Linked DNA regions of Sus scrofa: region 1 is linked to region 2. Evidence: chromatin contacts called from public Hi-C data. All regions are on one chromosome and are shown on one strand. Each heading gives the region's core, a stretch centred on a gene start, on an enhancer-like site or on the middle of the called end of the contact. The rest is flanking DNA. Distances are from core to core; before and after follow the strand shown.

Region 1 (5,705 bases), core at 2,899-5,398, 250 kb after region 2:
CCCATGTGGTGTGTGGCTTAGCCTCGGCTGTCACCCTCGAACCAGCTCTGTCTCTGCGTCTGCTCATCTGCACCCCTTCCCACACTTTCCCATCAAGGGCCCAGCCCTGGGCTTCTCTACACCTATTCCTGCCTCTTAAGTTTCTTGCTTTCTCTCCTCCTCCCTCCTGCTTCCCTTTCCTTCCTCTTCCCTCCCTCCCACCTCCTCTCTATCTCTTTCTCATTCTCTCTCTGTTCCTTTTTAAAAGTGGAGGCAATGACTTCCCTGGGAACAGAGGTAGAAAGGGCCCAACAGCCGCTAATTCTCTGCAGGATCAGAGAAGCCGGAAAGGCAGGAGCTGTGACCTGAAAGCAGGTCTGCCCTGGCCGAGGGCAAGGATCTCACAGGGGTGCCCCAGTGAGTACTTGCTGTGCGGCCTGGGGATACCCCTGGGGCAGGGCTCCTCCCCACCCTCCCTGCCTCCCAGGAGCTCCACCCAGCACCCCCCACTGTCAGCCTGGGGAGGGGACAAGCCCCTCCTCTTTCCTACTGGCTCTTGTGGCTTCAGATTCTTCCTTTCTTTTTCTTTTTTTTTTTTTTTTTGTCTTTTTAGGGCTGCACAAAAGGCATATGGACGTTCCCAGGCTAGAGGTCAAATCAGAGCTGCAGCCGCCAGCCTACCCAATGGCCACAGAAACTCGGCATCGGAGACATGTCTGCGGCCCTCACCACAGCTCAGGGCAATGCTGGATCCTTAACCCACGGAGCAAGTTCAGGGGTTGAACCCGCATCCTCATGGATCCCAGTGGGGTTTGTCTCCGCTAAGCCACAATGGGAACTCCTTATTTTTTATTTTTTTATAGCTGCACCTATGGGATATGAAAGTTCCCAGGCCAGGGATGGAACCTGTATCTTGGCAGGATCCTGAGCCACTGCAGTTAGATTCTTAACCCACTGCACCATGGTGGGAACACTTGGATTCTGCTTTTATTTGGCTGAAAATGTTTACTTTCAGAGTCAGAGCTTTGGGTTGTAAAAAGTAAGAAAGCAAACAAATACCTCCCTACACCGTCCCTCCGAGATCAAGTTTGATTGAGGCTTTAAGGATAGAAATCCCATAAGCCCTCATAATGCTGCTGGGCAGGGGTCCATGTGGTGAGAGGGGAGCTGGGCCAAGGGCAGGGGGACCAGCCTTCTGTTGTTTTTGTTTTCCTCTGGGAAACGGCAAGGGAGATGTTTGCCTGGTGGACCTGGCAAGGCAGGCCTGTTTCCACACTGGGGCACGCTGGAGACAGCTGGGGTAGGGAGCCAGAGGGACGGGGGTGGGACGTCTCGACTGAATAGCTGATGAGCCTGGACAAAATCCTTTTCCAGGGACTGTTGCCAGGGCCGGGGATCCATCAGGGGATGGCATTCCTGCCCTCATGGAGCGTACGTTCTGGAGGGCAGTGCTGGGCAGTAAGCACAATCCATAGTAAATTAATTACGTGATGCGCAGATTCCAAGAAGGCAGAGCACTGGTGATGAGGCAGTCTGGGGAGAATGCAATTGCAGGTATCTGGTCCTTAGGGTGGGACACCTGAAGGGCTGACTGCAAAAGAGCAGGACCGAGGTAGACCAGGAGGCCCAGACGTCACCAGTTTGCCACTGGCCGCTCTCCCTTAAACTACTAGCAAGAATTCCTCTAACTTAGGCAAACCATTATTTCTAAAATATGTTAAGCCCACAGAACCAGTTGAAAACACATCCAATTTAGAGAAGAACGTCTCCCCCATGACTGTCTGACCACACTTGAGGGCTGGGCTTCCTGTCTCCCGTCCACCCCGGCTTCCCAGCCTTGAGAGCAGATCCCAGCAGAGCAGGAATTTCTGAGCCTATGCCAAAAGCATGACTGAAATTGTAGGTCTTGGAAGGAAAATGGACTTCGGGTTTGTGCAGCTCTGCCATTGAGCAGAAGAGTCAGCCCAGCAGGGAACACTCAGGTTAATTCAGAGCTGACCACCCTGTGGTCAAAAAAGGGTCGAGGTCAAACTGTTCAAAGCCAGATCACCCAGATGCAAAGACGACTGCATCCCTAAGATTTCTTCCCAGCCGGCGGGGAGCGTGGTGGCCAGGAAGCCATGGGGTGTCCCCGAAGTTTCTCTGGACGGATCCTCCAGGGGCAGGCGATACGAGATGGCAAGCCAGCCTCACACCCTTGTGGCCAGCTCCCTGTACAAGTACACCTGGGTCAATCCACAGGCTTGCCACAAGGCCACCTGTACCCCAGCCCCCTCCTCCGCCATTAAGAGCAGAATCCTTGCACCCGAGGCCATTTCCCAGCCTCAGGGGCTTGATGCTTAGCAGAAATAAATTGGACACTCTTTAAAATGGAATTTGGGGGCTACAGTGCCAACCAGGCAAGTGAAACTACCGAAGTCCAAGGAAAGTGAATATAGTCAGCTGCTGGTTGAGTCCATCCACCCGCTTGCCCCAGGATACCAGGTAGCAGGTTCTGCGGCAGGGAAAGCATGTCCTTACCGATGACTGGAGCAGAGCCAGGGAGCAGGTGCTCGTCAGCGAGGGGAGGGAAGACCCTGACCAGGCGTTCAGTGATGGACCCCATGTGTCACAGGGGACATGGAGAACACGGAACCCACGCAGAGAAAGATGAGCAGGATGAAGGGGCATCTTGTCCACAGTGATGTCAGAGGGACCAGGAATGTTTGGTTCAGGGGAACGAAGGCCTGAAGAGAAATATGGCGCCATGATGGAATAGCTCGCAGCCTCACGTGCAGAGATGGGGCTCACGGATGCTGTGGACTGTGGAACACAGGGATCTCACTCAGGGATCGCCTGCCAGCCACAACTACTTAAGGCAGGTACGGGCAGCCTATTGAGACAGGAAGTGCCTCCCACTGGAGGGTCACTGCAGGTTTGTGGATTTGAATCCTCTTTTGATAACATTCAGAGTTTGCTGTTCAGCACGTTTAAGGCACTACGCCCCTCGTGGGCCCAGCATGCAGAGAGTGGCACCTGGAAATACTCCAGTCCTATTTCCTAACAATAGAATGGAGGTGATGCAGGGACTCTTCACGTGAAACCCTGCAGACCAAAGCTGGGCCGTCTTGCCCTTGAACTCACATGTTCTACCTCCTCTCTCTCCTTTGGTTTAGGGGAGAATTTGGCTATGGTCGTCAGCCCTGGGGTGGGAAGCTCATCTGCCTGGCATGAGAAGTCATGCTCCCTTTCTGGATGAGGAGAAAGACGGGGGCTTTGCTCATCTCAGAGGCTGCGAGGAGGAACAAACCAGGTGTGCTGGAGGTAAGGAGAGTTGCATTCTTCCCTGCGGGCCCCACCTGCAAACTGCTGAATAAAAACATTAGCCTCTGTTTGCGAGTAAGGAATGTCTTATCACCATGGTTACCAGGAAGTGGTCCCACTTACATATAATAGGTGTTTTAGCAGATGCCAGGCCATCTGATATTCCTGTTTGGGGCCAAGGGAGAGGGTGCCCAAAGTGTCATTCCTTATGCAGTTACGTGAGCACAGCTCTGGGCCAAGTACTGGAAACACCACATCTACAGGAAAAAAGAAAAAATAAGAAGAAAGAAAAGAAAAAAGAAAAAGCCTTTTCTTTTTTTGTTGGGCCGCAGAGGTGAGAGCCACGGGAGGACATACGCCTGGGTATCTTCCTAAGCTCCCCTTTGTTACCCAGCTCTGTGTCTGGCACACAGCCTCAGTGTGGCATGAATGAGTGCGTTGCCTGTGGGGGGCTAGCCTCGATGTGGAGCTGTACTGCCGGCGTCGGAGCGACCGTCCTTCTTTGGTTCTCACGCTCCTCCTGGCAGAGAGGGGCCCAACAACGAAGAAAGAAAGCAGAAGTTCCCTTGCCTTCCACTCTCCCTCCCCAGAGGCCTCCCCTGGTCCCACGAGGCACAGCACGGCAGGCTTGGAGGTGACGGTCCTGGCGGGGGACCCCCGCTGACTGTCGCCGCTGGCCCGACCCTCGCGAGTTTCCAAACTCCGGGGCACGGGGCTCAGGCAGGAGAGGCTGGGCCAGCCGCGCCCCCGCAGGAGCAAAACAAGAGCACGCGCACCTGCCGGCTCCGCCCCGCCCGCGAGAGCTGGCCAATCGCGGGTCGTGGGCGGGTAGAGGGCGGGTCGTGGGCGGGGCCGGCGCGGGCGGGTCGTGGGCGGGGCCCGGCCCTGGCAGCAGCAGAGCTGGAGCCGGATCCCGCGCTGGGCTCAGCAGCCGACCCTGGGGCGAGCGCAACCTCGTGCCCTCCGCCGGTCCTCGTCGCCTGCAGCCTCGTCCCCGCCGCTGCCGCCGCCGCCTCCGCCCCGGGGCATGGCCTGTCTGATGGCCGCTTTCTCGGTCGGCACCGCCATGGTGAGTGAGCGCATCCCTCGCCCCCGGAGCTTGGTTCTGTTCTCTAGGAGAATAAGAAACGCACAAAGACCCGCACCCGCATCCTGACACTTGCCTCCGAGCCCCGGGGGAGGCGCCCGATTCCCATCGCCCCCTGTCCTGGCCACCTGGCGCTTCAAGATGCTCCTTGCAGCCTAGGACGGGGGAGAAGGCGGGGGGCGGGGGAGGGGGGCGCAAGAGAGGGAGGGAGAAGACCGGCAGTCCCCACATTGGAGAAATAGCCTTGACCTCGTCCGCCTCCCGGTGAGGGGCCTCGGGCCTGGAACCCCGAGGGTACTGGGGATGGGCGGCAGCCTGGGCCAGAAGGAAAGGGGGTCCGATCCCTCTGCCGGCGCGCACAGCCAGAGCCTGGGGAGCGGGCGCTTCTTCCTTTACTCTCTGGAGCTCCGGCACGGTCTGGGGGAACAAAAGAAGGAGGTGATCCGGGAAGCCAGAGCCTGTGCTGCCCCTTTGTCAGGGGAAAGCCTCTCCAGGACCTGCTCTGGAGGGAGCAGCGGACGCGGATGAGGGTCCAGCCTGGACACTCCAGCCACATTTCTGCATCCTGGGGAGAGACCAGGGTGGGGGCAGAGGTGCGCATCTCACTCTCCCCAAGGGCGCCAGCTCCGTAAAGGGACCACCGGCTGCAGCTGAATTCGCTGCTGGGCACAGTCACTGCAAGTGCTCTTCATGTGAATGGTTAAGACTCTCCTCTTGCTCCTTTAAAACAGCTCTATAAACTCACATTAGAAAAAAGCAAACTAACCCTCGTCTCACGCGTTCTAGAGCCTTTCATTTTTATGCCTAGCACGCCCACAGTGCAGTTAGGTACTTCTGGACTGATTTCAGGTCATCTAAAGTACAAACAGAAAGTATTCCATATTCCAACCCCTCTCACCCTCCCTATCCATCCCTCTTCTCTCATTTGTCTGTGTATTTACTATCCTGCTAGTTACTTTCCATGAGCTGTCACCCCACAGTGTACACATCGGTTTTTGCCCCCATCCCTTGCTTTTATTTCATTTTTAGCATCCTCTATTTGAAGTCAGCAGGGCTCAGCAGGGTTTGACCGACAGTTACCTCTTGCCTTGAGCTCAAGAGGAAAAAAAAAAAAAAAAAAGTAGCCGGGTTTCTGCGCATGCTCTACTCTGACAACTGCATCCTGTGATTCCAAACAGGTTACTGTAGAACATACCCAGCCTCGCCAGCTCATTATATAATGATTTTGTGTAAACCGATAGAATGGGGCCGCAGACCCATCAAGGAGGTTGGTAGATGATAGAGCAGGAAGAAGCTGGGGGCAGGGGGAGCCCCCGCCCCCGGGGGCCAGGTCCCA
Region 2 (5,810 bases), core at 2,939-5,438:
AGAGTGGAGAGGCAGTGGGGGAGGGGATGCTGATGGTTGACTGGTGGTTGGATAACAGACACTGTGTGTGTCCAGCAGCTCCTCACTAGTGAGGAGCTGGCTTGGGGAACTCGTGAGCCATACAGCAAGCTCCCTGCATCCGCACCAACCTATTAAGGCTGAAGTGGGAGGTGGGGCAGGCCTGTGTATTTTCTCAAGGCTCGCCAGGCAATCTGCCAGTGTTCCCCAAACACCTGGCACCTGCCCGGCCAGCTGGAAGACCAGCCATGGTTTCCTCCCCTGGCTCCCCAGCTCACCATCCTGTCTAATCATTCAGTGTGAGGGTCAGGTCGAAATCCTATGAGCCCCTGGGACACAGGGAACCTGCACGGCGGCCACAGTCACTGGTCATCCAGGGTCAAAGGAGATCCACGAGTTACTGACCTATCCTCAGACCCCGGGAGCCAGGGGCCCCACTGTTAGGGATGATTCTTGAAGCAATCCTACCCTTTTAGCCTTTCCTGCTGGACCGCAACCAAAAGGAACATTTGGGTCTCCAAGTCAAAAGGTGATCCAATTTGGACCCCACAGGGGACCGTGACTTCAGATGCGGATGGCCCATGAAGACCCCTGGCCAGGGTCTGGGTTGGCTCAGCAGGTTTCTTGGTCTGCCCTTCTGGAGAAGGGAGAGGCTCCACCAGGAAGGTCTAGGGTTCCTTTCAGCCTGAAAATACAAGCTGGGGTAAAACAGAACGGGAGGAGAGACGCTCACTGAAGACGCTGGGGATGGCTGAGTTACTGCTTTGTGTCCCCAAGTGCCCCAGTGATAGCCAGAGGAGGGGTCTCCTCTCTCTAGGCAGAGAGATAGGCCAGGTGGGGGCAGGAGGGGGCCACTAAGCTGGGGCTCTCTGGGCCAAGTGCGGGCTTGGAGTGTCAACCCTAATCGGGGATTAGCAGGGATCCAGCTGGAGGGAGGGCAGAGGGAGGCTCCCACAGGGCGGGCTCCCGGGTCAGGACACCCACTAATGCAACACTAGAGCCTGCGCACCCACGCTGCCATCCATGCCGCAATGGTGACAGCCCAGGGCGGGGAGAGGAGGAAGGGGGGTGCCAAGGCAGTAGGAGGAGTTACCCAGAGCCTAGCAGCCTGCAGAACCCTCATGTGAATTCAAATCAAGCCCCACTTCCAGGCACCAGGGAGGGCAGAGCAACACATGCCACCCTATCCTCAACACACACACACACACACACACACACACACACACACCCCTGCCACCACAACCACACCCAATCTACTGTCAGAGAGGACTCAGAGCTGCTTTGAGCTTAAATCCGGTCCATCATTACCCCTTCCAGGCAGGGGTTCTGGAAAAGCTGGTGTCTGAGCCTCTGCAGTATACAGAGGAGAGCAGAGGGCACGGAAGATCCAAACAAGCCCGACCTCGCTCCCCGCCCTCCCTCCTCCCACACACAGATTCAAGTGTGTGGGGCAAAAGGTTTCCTCTGAAACCTTCAGGTGTTTTCCCGTGTTCTCAGCGTTACCCAACTGGCTGCAGACAGATTCTGGAGCAGGGATCGCCTCTGTTCTCTCCGGCGTGCCAGGCACACGGGCAATGTGCAAGCAATCACAGGTTCTAAGCCAGTCAGGAAATGTCAGGGAACAAAGCATGACTGTCCCAAACTCCCAGGAAGGCGGGCCATGCCTCTGGCGGACTCGGGGGTCCCAGGGTGAGACCACCAGGACCCTCCAGATCACTCACCAACAGGCCTGTGTGTTACAGCCCCCAGAAGGGTGAGAAGCAGCCTCAGCGGCCCACACCACGTCCCCTGCCTCATCCAGCTGGGACAGGCTCTTCATCAGCTCCTAACTCCAGCCTGCAGTGTACCCGGCCCCAGGACTGCGGCCGGGGACACTGGGTCAGCCAGGGGTCAATGCCAGCAGCTTCGTGGGGAAACAAATCTGTGTTTGCTCACGTAGCTGAGGTCACACGGCTCTCATGCCTACGAGATGATGGGTGGCTCCTGTGAAGAGCTAGCTGTCCAGTGCTGGTGGCTGGGGCACCAATCCCAGGCACCATGGCAGCCAGCAGACAAATGACCTTGAAGGATTATTTTTTTTTTTTTTTTTTTTTTTTTTGTCTTTTTGTCTTTTCTAGGGCCGCACTCAGGGCACATGGAGGTTAGGGGCTAACCGGAGCTGCAGCTGCCGGCCTACACCACAACCACAGCAACTCAGGATCCGAGCCTCATCCACGACCTACACCACAGCTCACGGCAATGCCAGATCCTTAACCCACTGAGCGAAACCAGGGATACAACCTGCAACCTCATGGTTCCTAGTTGGATTCAGTTCCTCTGCACCACAATGGGAACTCCGAAGGCTTTTGTTCATCCAAAAGGTACAGTTATTTTTCCCAGAGTCCAGAACACAGTCTTCAGTTGGACTGAGGCTCATTCACGCTCCAAACACTTGCTTCTTAAATCCATGGCTATGTGGGCCACGGCCACGGCACCAAGGCTGAGGGCCCAGCGTGGGACATTGCGAAGGCAGATGGCCCAGACACAGAGCACTCGCTATGTCCAAAGCAAAAGGCCACAGGCCTCTCCATGGAGCTCTCAAGCAGCTGCAGAATATATGCACCTGGGGGCAGGGAGGACCAGCAAAGGCTGGGAGGTAGTGCGCCAAACCCATCAGGCCCAAAGTCCTCCTATGGAAAGCTTGGAAATAGCAGGTGCCAGGAGCTTGCCATTAAAGCAAGATGTCTTGAAAGTAAAAATAAAGCACCAAGGCATCAACCAGACAAGGAACAACCACAGGAGCCTGAGGCGGCAGAGTCCTGTCATCAGCGCCTGAGGTTCGAGGTAGGAGGTAGCTGGGCTCACATCCTCGCTCTCCCACCCACAGGCTGGGTGACCTTGGGCAGGTTACCTAACTTTTCCAGGCCTCAGTTGCCCCCACGGCAAAATGTTTGACATTGCCTTTGTCCCAGGAGTTGGGACGATTCAGAGACGACATGTGTACCTAAAGGCCCCAGTGCGTGTGTGGCAAGTGGCTGGCCCGCGAGTCACTAATTTAAACTCGTAGGAATGCAAACCTTTTGGAAACACATTCTGGGTGAAATTCAGCTCCATAGACGGAAGTGATTAGGTTCACAGTTATTCGCGTATCTGATGCAAAAGCAGTTAAGTGCCCAACTGAATACTGGACTCCACCTGGGACTTCAGGAAAGGCAGGTATGAGCTACGAGGGGACGAAGTCCGCCTGACGAGTCTCTCCAACAGCCAGTCTATCCCGCGGGCGAATTTTAGGGCCCCCCACACCTCCTATTTGGGGGATAAAATCGGACCCTGTTGTCTTGATTCCTCATCACGGGGCTTCAACTCTGCAAGGTCTTTCTCCTAACTTTCAAGGATGCCCTGCTGCTTGAATCAATCAAGAGCTTGTGGTGAGGCTTCAGGGAAGACGAGCTAGCCCTGAACCGGCACCCCGAGATCACCGCACCCGACCCCACCGCACGACGGGCCCTCACAGAAACTCACCCCTTTCCGTTTGGCCTCATCGTTCAGGGCGGTCACCCAGGCGGCCTGCCACTGGCTCCTCCAGCTGTTCAGCGTCAGGATCCAGGCGAGCAGCGCATCCGACTCGGGGCGCTGGCCCTCGCCAGGCTCCGCCGCCCGCCTCGGAGAGCGGGGTCGCGCGCTGGCCAGCGCCCATTGCGCCAGGTACAGGCCCACCGTGCCCAGGGCCACGACGAAGAGCCCCACCAAGACCAGCCACTGGACCTCTCCGAGCCACGAGCCCAGGCTGGACATGGTGATGGCGCATACCCGGCGCGCCTCGCCCCAACTTCCCGGGCAGTCCCCGGCCGGGCGCAGAGCCCGCGGGCGGCGAGCTCAGGACATCAGCTCACGGCCGGCCGGGGCTCAAGGAGGGCGGGGAGGGGGCGCGGCGAGCCGGAGCCGGGCGGCTGGCGGAGCGGCCCCGGGCGCCGGGAAGCCGGGCGGGGTGAGCGGGAGGAAAAGCCCGGCCGGCGCACGGCAGCCGCGGCCCGGGACTGCGTCTCCAACCCCGCACACCTGGCAAATGGGGACGCGGCGGCTCGCGTTCCCGACTCGGGCGTCTGGGCAGTTCCCGGGGCCGCGGCCAGGCGCGCTTCCTCCTGCGCGCGCCGCCCCGGGCGTCCCGCCGGCGGCCCCACAGCGGCCAGAGGAGGCTCCGGCCGCCGGGCGGGGGAGGGGGCGCGGCCTGCGGGGCGGGGGCGGGGCCCGGGCCGCGGCGGGAGCCGGGGCGGGGCCTTGGGCGGGGCCTTGGGCGGGGCCTGGGCCTCCCCGGCGCCCGGGTCGGCCCCGCGCTTCCCCGACCGCGGCCCGCCCCGCCCGTCCCCTTAAAGGCCCAGCGGCCCGCTCCCCTGGCGGCCCCGCCCCCGTCGCGGCCTCGGCCCGGGCCTGCCACGTGCGCGCGTCTGCTGGGTGTGGCGGCGCGGCGGCGGGGCGGGCGCCGCGCTCTGCATCCTCCTGAGCTGGCAGGTTCCCGGCTTGGCGACGCGGAAGCGCGGGACTTTCCTATTCGCCAGCCCGACCCCGGGGTTACAGCGGGGCAGGCTGGCTGGGCTTCCGTGAGCGCGTGTGCACGCGTATGTGTGCATGTGTGTGTGCGCGGGTACGTGTGGAAGGGTGACTTCTGGGATCGCTGTGTGCCCATCAGCAAGACAGTGTCTGGTTTCTGCTCCTAACATACTTGGAAAGTCCCTAGAAACCCACCCCTCGCCCTTGAAAAAAGAGCTGCTAAGATCACCCCATGGAGGGGCTCCGCAAAATACCCATTAAGAAGTTTGTGCGTGTGCCCGTGTGTGGCACGTTCCCGGTGCCCCTCTCCTTGAAGAGTCAGCCCCATCATTAGGAAAGGCCTCGGAACATTAGCCCGAGATTTCTAAGGCCTAATGAAAAGCCTAACTCATAAGCTAGTGGTTTGCTTGTACTTCTGCAGCTGTGTGAAGGGGACTTGACCTTGAATTGCGCTGGCTAAGCTGGGCACTTGGCCTTCCCTTACCTAGCCAGAGTCTGCCCATCAGCGGGGATTCTGGCCCTGCCCTTGCAGCAGAGGGTCCTCAGTCATTCCTCCCCAGCTCCTCCTTGGCCCCTGCCCAGCACTAGGTAAAGAGAAGCTTTTGAACCGGCTCAGAGGAGAGATTGCTGAGAAGACAGACCAGTTTGGCAGATGGAGCTTAGGATCTAGATCTGGCTCAAGCCTACTGGCATTTATTGACACCTATTATGCAAAAAACCCTGGGAGCAGTAGAGCAGAGAACCACAGATGCTGTGATGATCTGCCCTGGATACCAAGGATTAAAGCTGAGGGAGAGGTGCCAGGCTGGAAAGGGGGGAGATCGGGGTACTGGCATATTGAAGAAGTCTGTGCATGTGCAAAGGCCCTGGGGCCTGCAGGTGGGTCAGTATCCTGAGGCTTAGCGTGGCAGGGGGTGGTGTGAGGGTTGGGGGTGGCCAGGAGGTGGGGGGGTGGAGTCTGCACCTGGGGCACCTAAATTATGGACAGTAGACGGTGCCACAGAAAAGGAGAGGCAACAATCCATCATAAGCACAGAACGAAAAGACGGCATTTTACAAAGCCCGCTCCCGGCAGCAAGTGGAGGCTGGATTGGAGGGAAGTGGGATCGGGCAGAGAGACCAGCTAGAAGGTGATCCTAAGAGTCCACGAGAAGGGTTTAAAGTAGGTCTAGGGCTTGGCTGGGAGAGAAAATCATTCCTTGCAGGAGAGGATGTTTCTGGCTTAGAGGCTAGAGGCCGGGAGAGGAGGGTGGACCAGTTTGATG

What was found. Hi-C and Micro-C count contacts between places; a contact is called where the count stands out from the background.
Region 1: a Hi-C map of embryonic fibroblasts shows a contact between it and region 2, with 1.6 times the contacts expected there. The contact joins the promoter of ABCG1 here to the promoter of C2CD2 in region 2. A contact is called at or near these places in 3 of 47 Hi-C or Micro-C datasets (embryonic fibroblasts, liver and skeletal muscle) and 1 of 2 datasets of contacts at active chromatin or transcription factors (alveolar macrophages).

The regions. Positions count from the first base shown.
Region 1 is chr13:205,557,749-205,563,453 of Sscrofa11.1, forward strand. ABCG1 (ATP-binding cassette sub-family G member 1) reads left to right here and starts at 4,149. Exons shown (of 15, transcript XM_021071021.1): 1 at 4,149-4,351. The coding sequence starts at 4,310.
Region 2 is chr13:205,309,680-205,315,489 of Sscrofa11.1, forward strand. C2CD2 (C2 domain-containing protein 2) reads right to left here and starts at 4,189. Exons shown (of 14, transcript XM_003358976.4): 1 at 3,520-4,189. The coding sequence starts at 3,792.